Regions from separate parts of the Danio rerio genome. Here regions 1 and 3 are each linked to region 2. A link is a contact called in public Hi-C and HiChIP or PLAC-seq data. All regions are on one chromosome and are shown on one strand. The core of a region is the stretch at or near the end of the contact, and the rest is flanking DNA. Distances in the headings are between cores, read along the strand shown.

What was found. Hi-C and Micro-C count contacts between places; a contact is called where the count stands out from the background. HiChIP or PLAC-seq counts read pairs in DNA pulled down with a chosen protein or histone mark.
Region 1: a Hi-C map of an unstated tissue shows a contact between it and region 2, with 2.3 times the contacts expected there. The contact joins the promoter of pitpnm3 here to the promoter of slc47a3 in region 2. A contact is called at or near these places in 1 of 18 Hi-C or Micro-C datasets (an unstated tissue) and 1 of 4 datasets of contacts at active chromatin or transcription factors (caudal fin).
Region 3: an H3K4me3 HiChIP or PLAC-seq map of embryo shows a contact between it and region 2, with 2.8 times the contacts expected there. The contact joins the promoter of ppm1da here to the promoter of slc47a3 in region 2. A contact is called at or near these places in 1 of 18 Hi-C or Micro-C datasets (an unstated tissue) and 1 of 4 datasets of contacts at active chromatin or transcription factors (embryo).

Annotation. Positions count from the first base shown.
Region 1 is chr15:29,339,288-29,342,915 of GRCz12tu, reverse strand. pitpnm3 (PITPNM family member 3) reads left to right here and starts at 1,396. Exons shown (of 21, transcript XM_073923775.1): 1 at 1,396-1,624. The coding sequence starts at 1,600.
Region 2 is chr15:29,079,832-29,083,476 of GRCz12tu, reverse strand. slc47a3 (solute carrier family 47 member 3) reads right to left here and starts at 1,510. Exons shown (of 17, transcript XM_005157658.6): 1 at 1,265-1,510. The coding sequence starts at 1,390.
Region 3 is chr15:29,428,852-29,432,359 of GRCz12tu, reverse strand. ppm1da (protein phosphatase, Mg2+/Mn2+ dependent, 1Da) reads right to left here and starts at 1,441. Exons shown (of 6, transcript NM_201090.2): 1 at 886-1,441. The coding sequence starts at 1,357. It overlaps ccdc9 (coiled-coil domain containing 9), which reads left to right and starts at 3,108. Exons shown (of 15, transcript NM_001075106.2): 1 at 3,108-3,208.

The DNA.
Region 1 (3,628 bases), core at 147-2,646, 260 kb before region 2:
ACCTTATACAGGTTAGTAGAAAACTCTGACTATATTTAGTTCACACACAAAATTTAGGGCTGCACAATATATATCAATTAAGAAACTTTGTTTATGTGCCAGGAATTTGTGTGTTGTGTGAAAAAGTTTTCTTAGGGATTTATTATCCAAAGTTGACGAATACGATGAGGCTTTGCTCTCTGAATACCGGTTTCTCCAGACAGACCCAAAGTCCAAAAGTGGATAACAATCAGAGGTTTCAGTCCCTCATTGTTTAAATGTCTTGAATATCTGACATATTCAGAGAATACAAAAAAAAAGAAGAAGAATATATATATATATATATATACACACACATGTCATCAAACATATTTAGAAAAAAATAAGATTCAGATAATACAATAAAATTCAAACCAAAAATTGAAAAAAATTACAAACTACAAAATTTCAACAACATTTTGTATATTTTTGGTTTTGTTTAAAAAATATTTTCCCTAACATAAATTTGAGCCAATAAATGTTTATTGTAAAGTATTTTGCTAGATTAGCTCCAGATTTGGCTTTGTTACTGATTAATCTACAGTATATGCACAAATATAATATTCTAAAGCTTCCAATAGAAAATATGATTTTAAATGAGAGATTTGTCAGGGGTATACTTATATACGCCGAGCACTGTATATATATATATATATATATATATATATATATATATATATATATATATATATATATATATATTGTCTGTGTGTGGTAGTATGATCATTGCATATATTTTTTAAAATTGCTGAAATAAGATTTAGCTAGAAATAGTATTGCAATAGTAACACATGTCACACATTTTCTAAATATTATACTGATATAGGCTACATAAAAAATAATTAAACTAATTGAATTAAACATTGAATTGTAAAGTAGAAATGCTAATGTCTTGAAAGCATACTACAATTTATCATGTTTTATTAACAGAGCAATGTTAAACAGTGATGGCCTCGTTTTCGTTCCAAAATGGCACGTCTTGCGTGAAATCAACAAATCGGTCATCGATTTAATGTATTTTTCTGTTTTGTTTACTTAGTTAGCTTCTCTGACTTTAAAAATCACACCCTAGTTGACACAGTACTAATACAATGATGATCATAGGCAACTTTATTTTAACTTGTGTTTAGTTCTGGGACTGCAAAAATGATTTTACCTGTCAATAAAATGTCATTTATATCCTTAAGGAGGCGCTAGTGTAATATTTTTAAGTACAAAACTGAATAAATAAGTATCTAATAGATGACAGCGGGTGGTCTGGAGTCTGCATGAATACGCTTGGCGTTTTCCAAGTTGACTGCAGCTCGCGCAGAGCCACTGGAGGCAGTCGAACATCACATCTCGAGCTCAACAGGAGAAGACAACAGCAAAGTCTGCACACATACAAACAGCCCCAAGTCCGCGCGTACTTCAACACGAGGATTTCTCTCCGCGTTCATGGATACTCCCACATTCACATGTCATCTCCACAGCATCTTCAGCCATGAAACGCGCGTAGACTTTAAATCGCTTCTCCCGCGCGCAGACAAGGACAGAGAGAAGAGACGTGCGTACTGTCCAAACTAACTGCAAAGACGCAGGATGGCTAAAGAGACCAGAGGGAAAGGTAAGAGACGTCTGTGTGTGCCTTCTGTGTGTGCTGTGACATCTCCGGGATTGACCTGCAGCCGGCAGAACGAGTGGACAGTCAGTTCGCTCTCCTCACTTTCCGCGTCAATCTGTTGGAATGCACGATGAACCAGGGCTACGTCTTAAAAACCTAGTCAGCTGCCTACATACTACATAGACAACGTTTTTGGGGCGTCATGGGTGCATTCCATTGCGTATGACCAGCCGGATTATGTCTTGGTTTTGACAGGCGGCGTAAACGTTGGGATTTTTCCCGTCTTCATACAAAGTGGTCTTGTTTTCTGATGTTAAATGCTTTATGGATCTAGGGCAGGAAATGTCAAACATATTTGACCCGCCTCAGACCCCCTACCCAGACTCTCAGGCATTCAAGTGACCCCTAATACAAAAATATTAGGATTTAGTTTTTTTTTTTAACCTGACCAATGTTTATTTACTGATCATTACATGAAGAATCAGTCATAATTCCTGCACTGTTTTGCTTTTTAATACAAGACTTCAACCTTTAAAGTGTTTCTAATTTAGCCTACTTGATGCGATAGTGACTTGAAATTGAACAAATTTGTAAACTTATTTCTGCTAAGTTACTTGTAAGTAGATATTTGATGTTCATTACTGATTTCTCAGCTAGAAGATCGAATATTAAAGAACCAGATCAGTAGAAAAATCAACATTAGATGAAAATTATGTTTCTTTTTGTACAATTTTAATATATGACATAAACGAACATCAGATATTACTCTGTAATGTTCTTTATTTTGTATTTCAGTCATCAGTCCTCAGGCTACCAGATTTAGCAACTGATATATTAATGTTTTATTTAATTTAGATGAACAAAAAATGAGCTTGTAATGAAATCTGTGTCCAGATGTGAGTTAAGTGCATATTCTTTCATGTAATATTTTCCCTCAGGTTTTTTGTGACAACACATAGCCTATAATTCAAGCTATCATCTGACCATTTCAAGTCTCATCTGACTGCTTTTTTTCCTTCCAAACGGTGGTTTCTTATGACTGTACATTTAGTACATCTTTGACCTAATTTAATTACAGCTCAGCTGGAAGGTGATGATCCATTAGTCAGCTTTTTTCTCCACTAGTCTGCTTTAATGAACGAAGAGTGTAGCATGAAATTAACTTAAAACCAGACAAAATGTGGTCTTCAAAAACCTATAAGCCCTTCAGAGTGCATGCTTTACATGTCAAGTGATTTAGAGAGGTGTGTCTGTATGCATTCAGTGTTGCACCTAATCTGTTCCTGTGAAAAGGTGGATTGGCCACAGTGAGAGGAACTAATCAAAGAGATGCCTGATACAATTCAAGAAAGCCTAAATGTTGAAAGAGGCTGATGGGAGAGGCGAAGTCTTCAAGTTGCACATCCTGTAGGACTCTCTGATATGATTGCTTTGAGTCTAGGGCTGTACAGAGCATCTCAAAATGCATACATCCACTTTAATCTATTTATTGCATCACATCCAGTCCAAGATGTCAGATAAATTATTGATCTGGGAGAAGGCTTACCCTTTGCATTTTATGATTCGAAATGAAGGTTAGCAATTAATGTGGTTCTGCTGTGTTTTTCTGATAGTGTGATTCACTTTGGCGACTGAGGTATACAGATGGAGGATATTCTTTATATATTTAATTTTAATCAGCTTCAATTTTAATCAGCTACCATGCTTAAAGGAGTAACCCAGAAATGAGTCTTGCATATAGCCAGATTGCATATTGCAAGATTAAAGCAATCAACCACATTATTTTGTTATTGTCACGTTTAGGGGCATAAAAATGTAATGTCTAAAATAACAGCTTGGTATACACTGGCCACTTTATTAGGTGTATTTACTAGTACCAGGTTGGACCCGTTTTTCCTTTAAAATTGCTTTAATCCTTAGTGGCATAGATTCAACAAGGTACTGGAAATATTTCTCAGACATTCTGCTCCATATTGACATGATAGCATCATGCAATTGTTGCAGATT
Region 2 (3,645 bases), core at 261-2,760:
TGTGTCAGGCAGTCATAGCAGGCACTCCAGACAGTCATGTACTGTACACTTTGTGTTTGTTATCTTCATTCTGAATTACACATGCACAATATTATCAGCTAATCGGTTTTCAAATCAAATGCTTCTGAAAGAAACTTGTTTTCTAAAAACTGCTGTAACCAGTTATTGAATACCTATTGCCCATAATTTATTTTAAATCACCCAGAACTGCCATGGTTAGCGTTATATCTTATGAATGTAACACTGATGGAAAATCATGTTCTCAGCAGTTCATCACAACTCAGCAAGGGAAAGAGATAGGTTGTGCAAGGAAGGTGTTCATATTGAATCTCTTATCCAATATGACTATATTTAAAAAAATGACTACATTTAACAACCCCTTGAATTGAATTTAGGTAAGTTAGCATCTAGTTTGACTTTGCTTTATAATAAATGAAAAGAAAAACTAATTACTGTGCTATTATGCTGTTTCCTTTTAAATATATATTGGAAATAATGTCCTACTGTAGTATTTAAACTTCATTAGTATTCAAACATCACTGTGAAGTTACTTCAATGTAACCATAGGCCAAATGCTTACTTAAAGGGATAGTTCACCCAAAACTCAAAAATCTGTCATCATTTACTCACCCTTCACTTGTTTCAAATCTATTTAAGTTTAATGTTTCTGTCGAACACAAAAGATTTTACATTTTAAAAATGTTTAAAAATGTTTTTAAACTCCTGTCCTCAGACTTCCATGGTATTTGTTTTTCCTACTATGAAAGTAAATGTGTACAGGTTTCTAATATTTTTCATGAAGTGTTTGTTTGTGAAGAAAAAAATAAACCCATAAGGTTTAAAACCACGAGAGTGACGTAATTTTCATATTTGTGTGAACTATAACTTTAGCACACATAATGCCCACAAACAGATGCCATTTAAATGTCAATTATTATTTATTTATCAAACACCACCACAACTATAAGGATCAAACAAATATTTACAAATTATATTCAGATACACATAGGCTACAAAATAAACTGCCAGTTACGTGGGCCAACCACAGCTTTATACACATAGGCTACAAAATAAACTGCCAGTTACGTGGGCCAACCACAAATTAAAAAGCTGAGATCAAATCAAAGTGAGTTAGCTAACATTTACTTTACTGTAATATGTTATGTGTGACTGCAGTGATGTTTGTAAAGTGTGAAAGTTAAACTGGTGTACATGCCATCCCTTTCCTTCACGAGGTCTATGTAAACTAAAATGACGTACTTACCACGGGAAAAGCTAATGTACACATGCTTACAAATTCTCTCGTATAGTCCACTGGTAAAAAACTAAAACACCTAGAGCACCATCCACATCTGGAAGAGTTTTCTGCTTCGTTCATTCTTTCGTTCATCCTGAGGAAAAGTTTGATGGCTGATTCACAGAAAGCTGAAACTCGTTCCTTTAGAAAGCTAAGCAAGCTAATAACGTCTTATCTCTGTAGTGTTAAATATAAAGTTCAACTTCAAGAGTTAATTATTTTCAGTGCTGTCACTATAAATGAGTCACGGTTACGTAATCCAAAATAGGCGGATCGAACTGATCGTTACCTTGGCTACTTGATTTGTGTATGCCGGTGTTAAATATCGATACGTTATAAGTTGTTTAATAGGCATTTTATTATTAGATTGTTTTCCATAATAATTCCATATGAAGGTTTAAAGTGGACGTGTTTTGTTAGCAGAGAATTGTGAACGGTAGGAACCATTGCTTGGGCTCATTTCAGCTCGCGCAGAAATACTGCATCACACAAACAGCACAGAGAAGTCAGATAGCAAAGTCAGCAGCACTTCCAGCTGGGAGAGAGTACATAACTTATAATGTTATCTTCTTAACATACACCCACAGTGTAAATAGTGACATTTAATAAAACAAATGCGATCATCAGACTTTCCTAATTTAGCCTGGAGACAGGTAAGAAGCCAGACACCTGTTTGGGGAATGCACAATTTATATTAAGTAAAAAAAGCCGTTAGATTTTGAATGCCATCTTACGCTGGCAAAAATAATACTTGCTGTATTTAATTATTATATTGAGTCAAACAGATTGTAGGCACAAATAAAGTGTACTGTTACCAGTAGGTGGAGCTATTTATCCTAAAGTTGTTATTAGTTGCTATGCTAAAGTTAAGTTTCAGTATAATTTCTGAGCTGATTTACTGTAAATGTAAAATTTGATCGAGCAACAGTTGTAGTTTTTATTATAGTTTGAATTAGATTAGTCTTTATATTTTAATTTTTAATTTAAGTAATTTTTATGTCTATATAGTTTTTATTAGTTTCAGATTTAGTTATGTAGTTTAAACTGAAGAAAATAAAATAATGTTTTAATATATATTTTAAAGTAATTAATTTTAATTAACAAAAATGAGTTCAGTTGTATGCTTAATTTATGGTTTCATTCATTTATCATTTATTCTTTTTTTTTCTTCAGCTTAGTCCCTTTATTAATCGGAGGTCGCCACAGCGAAATGAACCACCAACTTATCCACATATGTTTTATGCAGTAGATGCCCTTCCAGTCGCAACCCATCACTGGGAATCATCCACACACACTCATTCACACACATACACTATGGTTTATTTAGCCTACCAAATTTACCTATACCGCATGTCTTTGGACTTGTGGGGGAAACCGGAGCACCTGGAGGAAACCCATGAAAACATGGGGAGTAAATGCAAACTCCACACAGAAATGTCAACTTACCCAGCCCAGGCTCGAACCAGCGACCCTCTTGTTGTGAGGCGAACGTACCACCCACTGCAGCCATATGTAAATTTAGTTACCAATAATTTATAATGTACATAATAAAAGTTCTGGCATTATATAATTTATATATATCTTTATATCTATAGCAAATATGAAAAACCAAAAAAAATAAACAATAATAAATCTAAACACGTACAACAAGGTGTGTAAACAGGGCTTTTGGGGATCTTAAATAGTTCTTCAAAAGTCTACAATTATCCATTTGCAATTTAAAGACTTTAAATGGTCTTAAAACTAAAATGTTGTTAAATGTTGCATGCACTGCTAAAAATCTTCCTCTGTATTTTTTGTTTTGCAATACAATATCTAAACACAGAATAGTTTACTCACCCTTCACTTGTTTACAAATTGCAAAAAAGTTGCAAGTTTTTTTGTTTGTTTGTTGAAAACAAAAGAAGAAGATATTATGAAGAAAACTGTAAAACAGTAACAATTGACATCCATTGTATTTGGTTTCAGCCTTTCAGCTTTTTTTTTTTTTTCAAAACATCTTGAACTATCCCATTTTTGCTTGAGATCCAAATTGAATAAATATATATACATTTAAAGTCAGAAATATTAGCCCCCCTTTGAATTATTTTTTCTATTTTAAATATTACAGAGCAAGGAAATATTCACAGTATGTCTGATTTTTTTTCTGGAGAAAGTCTTTTTGTTTTGTTTTTTGGCTAGAATAAAAGCATTTCTTTTTTTTTTTTTTTAAATATTTTAAAGTCAAAATGATTAGCCCTTTTAATCTACAAACCATTGTTATACAATAACTTGACTAATTACCTTAACCTGCCTAGTTAACCTAATTAACCTAGTTAAGCCTTTAAATGTCACTTTAAGCTGTATAG
Region 3 (3,508 bases), core at 192-2,691, 350 kb before region 2:
TCAAAACAAGAATGGGTCTCTCTGATCTACTTTGATCTGATTGATCAAAGCACATTTAATAGATTTAATAAACAAGATCTCTCTGTGTTCCATGCAAGAAACAAGCATGCAGGTTTGAAATGACATGACAGTAAATGATGAAATAAATAAAAATAATGTGGCTAACTATCTTTGTAACACACGATCTGTGATATCTTGTTTGGACAAAAGAATGAAGATCACACAATCACATGCAGACTAACTTGGGCTCCATTGCATAGGTATTTCTTTAAACATAATTAGCTGTTATAGTGTTTGTTTTGTGTATTGCCATGTATTAATATATATTTGATTATTTTAATGTAAAAACAGGCATATGTAAGTGAAAACTGTTCTATTTTCACATGAAGTAGTAGCATTGTTTGCATTGAGTCTCACATTTTGTAAACATGACGTCCACGAGGGGGCGACCCGCCATATGTATAAAAAGAGTATTTAAATTATAAAACTGGAAACTTCATCTTATGCGAGTGTATATATTTTTCAATGTTATTCTCGTTTGTTCTTCAAGTTAATTGCTCAATACTTTTATTTACAAAAAAAAATCACGTGCACATTTAAACCAACTAACACAAGTGTTATGAGAGTTGAGCTGATTTCAGCAAGCACACTATTCTGATATGCAGCATCTCCAATTTAGCTACAGTATGTCTTGATTAGCTGTGTTCTGTCTGGCATGGAGGGGTTGTGCAACTTATTTGGCGGGATACATCTGATGGTGAAACTTTCATTCATAAAGACCAGCTGCCCGACTCTGTCCAAGGCACGTCCATAAAATGGCTGAGACTTCACAGCGGATTTAAACAAGAACATATGTAAAAATATCGCTTCGTTTTAAAAACTTACGTAATTTTTTCCACATGGCATGGTGACAAGTGATGAACCCTTTTCGCAGAGCAGCGCACACCTCGTCGTCGTCCTCGGACCAAAACCCTCTTTGTTTTTTGATGTGATCCCACAAATGGTCGCGAGCAAAGCGTGCGGCGTCCGGACCCCCATGTCCATCGAACACCGCAAACAGAGCCACGGCGCGCGGCCGACGGGCGTGTACGGACGAGGGCATCGACGCATGCTGAAGAGTAGAGATTGGCTCGTCGTCTTGAATATACGTAACCGTGATAGATCCGGGGATGGAGTCTTGAATTGAAGCGTCAGGGTTTGGGTCTTTTGCTGGTGCCTCGACCTCGCCACGTTCGGCGGCGTCCAGTTCATCCTCACTCGGCTCATCCTCCTGCTTCATCGTTACTAGGTCCTCCATGTATTTCCGACCGCCCTGGTCGTAATAAATACTTGCTCGGCATGAAAATATCCCATCCATGATTCGATCGAACAAGAAAGGACGGTAGAACAGTAACGTTGAATACTAGGCAGGATTCAGGCCGGGTGCGCGCTTTCCTCTTTGTTTACCTCCGATGTTGTGAGCATGCGCAGAAACACCATGACAATTGTCGGGTCATTGGAAGTCTTTAGATCTGTGACCCATAATTTGAAGGAGAATAGTCCCTTTTCTTCGTCTGATACGGTTTAATGGCGGCTGACAAGCCAACAAGAAGCCTTGAGACTGTAATAACAAAAAGTGGAACTAGTTTAAAATATCTATCTATCTATCTATCTATCTATCTATCTATCTATCTATCTATCTATCTATCTATCTATCTATCTATCTTTGAGGTTGTAAATACAGCACTAATAAGCATTAAACTGTCCTCGTATCAGCATTTTTTTAAATATATATATAATTAGAAGTTGTATTACGTTTATTAAAATTTTATATTATTCATTTGTTATATTACAGTATTGCATGTATTACAGCAGGCTGACATGGGTGAGATGGTTTTGATTGTTGTTTTGTGTGTGTGGAAATGTTTAGGGTTTTACCTCGCTGAGAGATTCATAACAACAAATGTAGCAATTGATTTTGTCTCCTTTAAGTTGTATTTATATATAACGGTCACATAATACTGCCTTTACGTATGGGGACTGTGTTTCATTTAAATAAGGTGATTTGCAATTATTCTAAATAAAATTTTCAACTGTATATTGGTTTAAGCCATTCATTTAAGTTACAGCATGTTTTGTTTTTTTGTGCTTATTTGTCTTAGGTCAGTGTCACGTGGTGATTGAAAGTTACTGTTATTCAGAATAAATACAGAGCTTATTGTGATGATAAATATTTTTAGGTTATTGGGGTATATGCAGACTTTTAATTTTCAGCCAGCCCGGCGACTTCCGGTGAACTGTCAATACCGTCACGTTTAAGATCTGTTTTGATTAAAAAAAATAGATATATTATCTAATAGATATTTGAAATAAAGTGGGTCCCAGACTGGACAAGAAGCACTAAATTATTTTTTCCTTGCTATCACTTTAAAATATGAACCTTTATTTTACCTTCTTGAATGGAGTTCATGTGCTAGCATGCTGGTACTGACGACGGTTACACGGTTTATCATCTTGTTTTATGCTTGAACAACTAAATGAATTCTTACATTTATTTAACTGATAGTATGTTAATTACATTATAATTTCAAAACTGTTAAAGGAACCTTATAAACTTTTAAACTGTCACATTAACCTTTCACCGGAAGTTTACCGTTGGCTAAAAAACACTAGCTGTGCATATGGCCCATTGAATGAGTTCATTTAATTTTGCACGGACAGATGGGGATCTGCTTTGAGAATCCTTGTCCAGCAGATGGTGCAGTAAGCCTAAAAGAGACACAGTTTTTAGAACCCAATTTTCCCAGGATCTTACTCAAATACATTTCTAACACCATTACTTTAAACTGAATTTATTCATTAATTCTTTTGTTTCCATTTAACTTTAGTAAAATGAATTTCTAACATCATTAGCTACAAATGTACATTTTATGCATTTTTCTGCGGCTATGAGACTTTAGTACGTCTGTTACTGCGTAGACATTTTCTTTAACATTTATTACATTTTATTTAAACATTTATTTAATTATTTTACTTTTGAACTTTAAATGTGTGGGAAATAAAACTACTCAAAATCTGCGCTATGACTTTTATTTTGAAATTCTTCCTCTTTTCATGACTTATCTGGAAGTGGAAGCTTTTGTGAGCGGAAGTACATTAAGTAATAGTCGGTCTTCGTTGATCGAGTGCACCTTACAAGTCACTTCAAGGGGTGCTGCGCTTACCAGAGGTAAAACAGTGCCTAATTGTAGAGCTGTAATGTATACTTTTATACATACAGGAGTTATTAGTGATTTTCAAATGTAACGTTATTTTAGATTTTTTAAAATAAATAAAAACGACGAGAGCTCGGCTGAATTTGGCGCAGGGCAACTTGGCGGCTGCTTTGATTGTAACTATTGATACATTGCAATAATCTCCACTGGCGCTTCAGAGTCACTTTCTTATAAACACACTCTGACAGTGTATTCAAACATTCATCTTGGTTGGTCATGGTGTTGTGTTCACTAATACGCTTATGGAGGGCTTT